Linked DNA regions of Ctenopharyngodon idella: region 1 is linked to region 2. A link is a contact called in public Hi-C data. All regions are on one chromosome and are shown on one strand. The core of a region is the stretch at or near the end of the contact, and the rest is flanking DNA. Distances in the headings are between cores, read along the strand shown.

Region 1 (3,737 bases), core at 1,093-3,592, 180 kb before region 2:
ATACCACAATAGGCTACTTACTTAGCAGTGACATTGTCAGGCTTTTTTATTTACAACAAAATAAGCTCATTTAACAACATAATATGTAACGATAAAGTTTACAGTGACTTTCTAAATTAATTAAAAACATAAAAAGCAAAACACACCTGATGCACATTCGTTGCTCTTCATTTTCTAGAGGTAGAGTTAAAAAACCGCGCTATAATTTTGTGTAGTTAACAAAGACTTTATATGTATGATGAATGGGAGAAAGTGCAACACCCAATATGGCGAATAAGCCCCGCCTTTCAAATGAAAGAGCCAATCGTTGATTAGTAATGTCATCGCGTCACTGCATTCTCAGACTCGCGCTCATGACTGCGCATGCGCATTAGCTGGTCTTGCATGAAAAACAAGCTTTTTAAAACGCAATTTGAACATAAGAAACAAGCTACATGATGCGATTGTTGTCAGATTTAATTGGTGTTTTTAAAAATTAAATGTAATCGTAAGCTTAGTAAACAGTTTTGGAGAATTTGAAGTTTCCCTATTCACAAAGATAGGAGCTGCGCTTGGATGCCCGAAAGGCGTTTCAAAGATGGCCGCTGAGTGAAATTACTTGTCTTAAAGGTACTTTGGTAGTTAATTAAGAGGACCGTACACCGCCATCTTGCTTCAACAGAAGTGACTTGGCGTGAACGCACCTTTCGTACACACGACTTCCCAACTCATAAAAACGAACTTCCCATAATGTGTACACTGTACAGGATGTATCCTGCCTTCACGTGCTCTCGGAATTATCGTGAATACGAGTTTCCTAGGTAAAAAATTGCACGTGAACGCCCTCTCATGATGAAACTTGAATGCAATAAGCTCATAATCACGACTTAAAGGAACACTCCAAACACAAATAGGCTCATTTTCCAACTCCCCTAGAGTTAAACAGTTGAGTTTTACCGTTATTTTCAAAAAAAGTGGAGTGTTCCTTTAAGAAGTGGGAATTGTCAAATTTCCTATAGTAGGCCTACGTGAAGCAGTAGACTCTTACCTTTTTCAGGAAACAGGCTGATCTGTTCCTGTAGATGACCGCGAGCGCTTTCTTGTCTTTGCAGGCTTTTATGGCTTTAGTGTAGCACTCAATGGCTTTGTCGATTTCTCCAGCCTGGAAGTGCTTGTTACCCTCATCCTTTAACTGGACTGGATCTTCAATTTCTCCCATCTAACAGAGAATGGTTACATTTTGTTCACATGCAACTCTTTTCTGTATACAGTCAAATTCATGCAAGTGTTACATGTAAAATTCATTTGTTTGAACTTTCAGACAATATGCTTACACACATTAAAAAGAGAGATATATATCATCACACTTCCACAGTTGATTGATTACATTAGGAATCGCAAACATTTTTATATTACAAGTTTTCTAAAATGTTATGTTTAAATATGCAAATGAGCCATTATCTAATTACATATGCACTAATTTTCATAAAATTCCAGGTTCAGAATTCTTGTTGACATAGAGTCAGAAGTTTTAACAGTGAAAATCCAAAGAAAATACTGTCACTAGCCAGAAAAAAATGTCACCATGTTTTTAGGAATAAGCATTGTACAAAATCAGGCAAATGATATATGAACAAACCCCTCTGTTAAAACCTTCAGAACACAGACAGGAGTAAAACTGTAAAGTTTTGGTGTATAAGTGCAGCTGAAGAGGAGATTTCTGGTTCAGTGCATGACAAAAAACATTTTTTGAGAAAACATCCTTTAAAGATATGTATTGTAATTAAATTCTACAGACATATAGATAAAGTGCAATAAAATAAACATTTAAAAGTGTATTTTGGAAGTTTTCTTTCCATTAGTCTGAAAAGCCAAACAGCCCAAAATCTCAAAATTGAGTCTTGCTTTAATTACAAACCTTTAATTCAAACACATTCCTTGTACCATTTAAATTTCCATCAAAACATGTTCAAACTTACCATTTAGTTGCCAATTTTCTCAAGCAAATGGTCAAACACATGTTATCTGACTTTAAATGTCTGACCCTCAAGCCTTATTTGGGCAACAGTGTGGCCTCATAAGAGATCCTACCTCCACAATACTGAACGCAGTGAATGGCAAATTCTGTTTTCTATAAATTAGACATATTCTGTCTCCTATGACTACAGATTATGCATCCAAAAACAAGCAATCATGCATGTGATTATAGTTACGTACCGTCACTGAAGTCAATTGTGCTTCGTCGTAAGAGGAAAGTCTGTTCTGTGTCACAGTGTAGTTTCTTGTCGTTTGGGTTTATCAGTTGTAACAGCCCCCCAAGAGTCACTTATATATATATATATATCTTACACATGGGGGGCACATACCAAGATAACGGATGGATCCATTTCAATGTGAGGGGTGGCACGGTCTTCATCCACCCCTCCTGTTGTTACAAATGCATTTTGCATCTTATCAGTCACAACCTGAGATTACATCTTTCATGGTTTTTCACTATTCCACATCATGCTGTTCATTTATTCTTGTTATGGCGGATTCATTTTAATTTGAAGATGTGAGGTCACCTCTTATATCAGTGAAATGGCCTGTCTCTGATATGGTCTATTTAGGGAGCAGGTATGACAGCTGAGAAATCAGCAGCAAATGTCCAGAGCGGCCTGATGGGAGGGGGAGGGAGGTGGTGTCTCCCAACAGCTGGTGTGCTGGAGGTCTGACTGGTACTTTCTAGAATGGAAGAACTCTCCATGATAGTAGAAAGAACTGGGGGAAGGTATTAGGTTCATAACAAAACATCCTGCAACCTTATGGTGGTGTTGGTGAGGGACCCTATTGTGGGATCTATTTATAGGGTCAGGACATATCCTGAGTAATACTGAATGTGCTGACTCACAGCTTCTTAACCAAAATTGTAGGTTTTGTTTAATATATATATACAGTAGTGGCCAAAAGTGTGTGTGTGTGTGTTTGTTTTGCCATTTTAAATAAAATTCTGTTGTTCATATTCACAGTTATTGATAAATGCATAAAATCACTATAAATGCCCTGTTGTCATTATGTATAATGTTCATAAAAAGCTGACATCTAAGTGAACAGGGTTGCAATATGTCAATTTATACACTACTGTTTGGGGTAAGATTTTTTTTTTAAAATAAATGTATACTTTTCTTCAGAAAGGACATGTTAAATTGATCAAAAATGACAGTAAAGGCATTTATAATGTTACAAAAGATTTCTATTTTAAATAAATGCTGTTCTTTTGAACAAGAATATTAAGCAGTACAACTGTTTTCAACATTGATAATAATAAGAAATGTTTCTTGAGCAGCAAATCAACATATTAGATTGATTTCTGAAGGATCATGTGACCCTGAAGACTGGAGTAATTATGCTGAAGATTCAGCTTTGCCATGAAATATATTAAAATACAAAACAGTTGTTTTAAATTGTAATAATATTTAACAATATAACTGTTTTACCTGCATAAATGCAGCCTTAGTGAGCATAGGAGACTTCTTTCAAAAACATTAACAACTTCAAACTTCTGAATGATAGAGTACATTGTACATTTTACAACACAATTTAACAGGAACAAAATGTATACATATTTGCTGAAATAAAATGAGTGTCTATTTTACTCATTGTTAGATTTTCCTGTATTTGGCTGAGCAGTTATTTGGGTGGCTTGCCAATATATTTCTCTAATGCATAAGCTTGACCAGAGATCTTGTGTGGAGAAGAATTTATTGAAACACAGTTCT
Region 2 (3,908 bases), core at 464-2,963:
AAAACATTTTTGATCATTTTAAACGTTTACACATTGCCATTTTTTATTTGCATCAATTGCATGTTACACTGTGATGACAGAATCTGTTTTATTACAAAAGCAAAAAGATTATATTTCACGATGAAGTTAGCAAAAGGTTGTCAGACGTCCACGTGCCTCTCAACCTAGAAAAAAATCAAAAGAATAACGATTCAACCATCTTTTTTTTTTTTTTTTACCAAATTAATTAGTTATTTGATCATGCAGCCACTTCTAAATCACCCTTCAACACATTTACATTTAATAGATTAGTAGTTTTTTTTTTTTACATAGAAAATAACAATAAACATACTATTGATGCTCAGATGTTTCTGCTGCTTAATGAACTGCTGAATATTAATGCTACAAAAGTTTAATGCTGCATACATACCCTTTATGAACATTTTAAGTTGTCATCCAGAGTCTCATCCGATTTACTTCACTTCATGCCTAAAAGTTAAAACAATACAGTGTGTCCATCATCAAGTTCAGTCTCATAATGCCAAAGAGAAGTAGATATGGGCATGGTTGAGTTTTTATGCAAGTGTAAAGTGTTCATTTATGCAAACATTCATATTAAAAAATTTCCTCTTTATTCATTTGCTTCCAAACCTGGCTTGAGTTTCTCCACGCTGACAAACACACTGCCACGGTGCATTATTACTCACGGTACGAGTTTGAGTCTGGCCTAGCGCGTACCAAAAGTAATAATGGACTGTGAAGCAGTTAAAAGGGCTTCTTTCTTCTCATCAAGGCATGACATTGTCAAATTAAACTGTTTATATGGTTTCAAACATGTAGAATTTAAACATATTCGTGATTTGCTACAATTATGCAGACTTTACCTTTTGCAGACTTCAGAAGTAACATCTTAGTCTTCATTGGTCCTCTTTAGTGCTCTTACTCAGATTCTGAGAGGTTAAATCCATCCATGGCTGCAGTGAAGGAGTAGAAAAACATGATGTAATACTTTAAACAAAGCAGTATTGTTAGACTAGAGGCTTCTCTATCAGAAATAACATTGTTCAGAGCATTGTTCCACTCTAATATGGATATAAATACATGCACAAAACAAATAATTTAACACTTCAACGCCCTATTTAATATTAAGATTTGCCAACAGAGGGCGCAATTTTATACAACGTGATCAGCTGACGTGTGATTAAAATCTAAAATGTATTTTAGTAGAATAAAACACTTTAAAATACTCTATAAGCCTAATTCTTGTATTAATCTATAGTACTTTTTCAAAAATTTCAAACAAATATGAAGTAAAGTTACATAGATTGATGCATTAGCACAACTTTAGGAGTAAAGCCAGTTGCCTGAAATGTTCAACTGAAACATACTGCAATACTTTACGTCTATATATATTGCATACTGTAATGGATTAAAAAAGCAACAATAACTTTAAAGCAGCTCCAAAAAGCAATGACATATTGTTCGTGTGTGACCCAAAATCCTTTGGAAAATTGTTTTTTCAAAACTCTACCTGAAAATTATGGATCTGTTTCCAAATATGTGCTGATCCAGCTGGTGAATCTGAGATATGAGGAGGTCCATAGATGAATGTTTGAGCTCCAGAAGCAGAACTTTACTAACGCAGTCATTGTAGCCTACACCTCTGTCCAGACATGTGAGAAATGCAATGCCTTTGTCGTGTAAGTGGTTCTTTTTATTTAACCTTCCTGTGGAAGTGAGGAATCAGGATGGTCATTCCCCAAACCGGAATTCCTGTGTGTGTTTGGAACTGATAAAACTGCTGTAAAGAACAAGCTCCATCCTCCTAGAACCGCTGGAGTCTGTCAGTGAACTCTGAGAAGGCTTTTTCATTCTTTTGAAGTGGGAAGTTGTGCACACTTAAGCAAATTACTCTGTTTTTAGGATTACTGCATCTTCTAATTATTTAATTTACATAAGCAGGTTTCTTGTTCTGCTTGGGGCTGTTGAAATATCAAAAAATGGGGAAAACTGTGCTCCGAAAGCATAGTAAACATGATTTCACCAAGTTCAACACATTCCTGGATCAACATCTTTGTTGACCCTGGAACAACATTCCAATAAACCAATCAGATTTGAAGGACAATACAGTTAATGTCAAGTTTACATCCAGGGTGTTTCTACATCAGTGTTATTCACCCTCTGATTTTAGGGATAAGTTATGGGTATGGTTAGGTTTAGGGGTAGGAATAGGTCTACATTTTCGGACAGGAATGTTGTTCCAGAATCTTACTTGGCTAAAACATATGCACATCCCTGTTGAAAAAAACAGCACATGCTGGTAAGGTAGGTTTTGAAGCCGGTATGCTGGTTTGAGCTGGTTTATGCTGGTCCTATGCTGTTCCATGTTGGTCCTATGCTGGTCCATGCTGGTCCTGGACCAGCACTTGACCAGCATAAACCATCTCAAACCAGCATACCAGCTTCAAAACCTACCTTAACCAGCATATGCTGTTTTTTTTTTTTTTTACTTCCCCTTGTTGTATGTCAACAGTTTTATGTCAGGACTTATCTACACTCTAAAAAACGCTGGGTTATTTTTCTACCCAAATGTTGGGTTCAGGTTAATAACCTTACTTTTTGTGTTACGCAGCCGTTGGTCTAGTAGCTGGGTCAATCTCACTGACAGTTGAAACAATACACCCTCCGACGCAACAACCTAGCTTCAGAGTTACACAAAGCGCGGGCTTTTTGAATCCTAGTCAGGAGAGAGCAGTTCTCAACGCCGCCGAATTGGTTCATTTCTTCGGTAAAATAACGGTTTGTATACGTTTTATTTTGTCTATAAAGTCTTTATAGTGCTGTAAATCACTTTATTTTATGCAACACAACATACAGGGATGAGATGTCAGCGAAACGCGTCAGTCAACACGGGTAGTTTCTCGTGATGGAAACGCCTTTTTCTTGCATAAATAAACTAATTTTATATAGTCCCTGACAAAATAACAAAATGACTAAATCAGAAGCCAGGACCATAATAACTCTGTTTAATAAAATATCACTTAAATATTAACACAGAAAACTACTGAAAATAAAGGAAAAACAAGAGGCCAACATGTTTTAATTTATGCTTGAAGGTTAGCATGAGGAGGGGGAGAGAAATGCAGCATTTCCAGTGTTGGAGGAAACAGGAAGCCGCTGGTGGATGAAGATAGCAGGGCCTGCTTCATCCGAACAATAAAAATCTCACCCGCTCAGGAAAAGGATCTGCGTCAGCAGTGAGTGACAGATTTTAGAAAGACAAAATGGTGCCAGATCCAAAGTGGCGGGAGAAAATCAGTGTTTCACTTAAAGACCTCAAACACAATGCCATGTTCCTTATATTTCATCGAAAGTAAATTCCACGTCGTTCTAGAATTGCTGTTATGAAACACTTCCGTGGGCATGGTCAAACATTATTTCAGAAATGCAAACTCTTTTAACACACTACTTAGGCGGGCACACAAATATGTGGACTCTTAATCTAGGCTTAAAATAGATGTCAGGCATTAGATAACAAAAAATCAAACCACTAAAGCAAAACATTTCACAAAGTAAGTTTGTTAGGTTGTTTTAACATAACAATCGATGTACTGTTAAAAACTATGACACAATGAATTTGAACAATTTGTAGCTGTCAAAAATTAATGAAAAATGTTCAGGTCCTGTGAACCTGAGGAGAACTGACTTCTTATATCCACCAGCTGATTAAACATCCAACATGACACAGAAAAGTTAAGTTAGTTCAGAGAAAAGCTCCTGTAGCATTTGTTTGCAGATGCCACACTCTTAAAAGTAAAGGTTTTTTATTGGCATTGATGGTTAAAGAACCTTGGAATCCATGGAAACTTCCATCGCACAAAAGGTTCTTAGAAAAATGTTCTATAGATTTTTAAAATGTTCTTCAAACT

What was found. Hi-C and Micro-C count contacts between places; a contact is called where the count stands out from the background.
Region 1: a Hi-C map of muscle shows a contact between it and region 2, with 4 times the contacts expected there. The contact joins the promoter of LOC127517196 here to the promoter of pierce1 in region 2. A contact is called at or near these places in 2 of 2 Hi-C or Micro-C datasets (both in muscle).

What each region holds. Positions count from the first base shown.
Region 1 is chr8:28,336,995-28,340,731 of HZGC01, reverse strand. LOC127517196 (protein unc-45 homolog B) reads right to left here and starts at 2,342. Exons shown (of 41, transcript XM_051902494.1): 1 at 2,197-2,342; 2 at 1,028-1,198. The coding sequence starts at 1,198.
Region 2 is chr8:28,157,040-28,160,947 of HZGC01, reverse strand. pierce1 (piercer of microtubule wall 1) reads right to left here and starts at 1,713. Exons shown (of 6, transcript XM_051904267.1): 1 at 1,511-1,713; 2 at 864-953; 3 at 410-468; 4 at 1-164.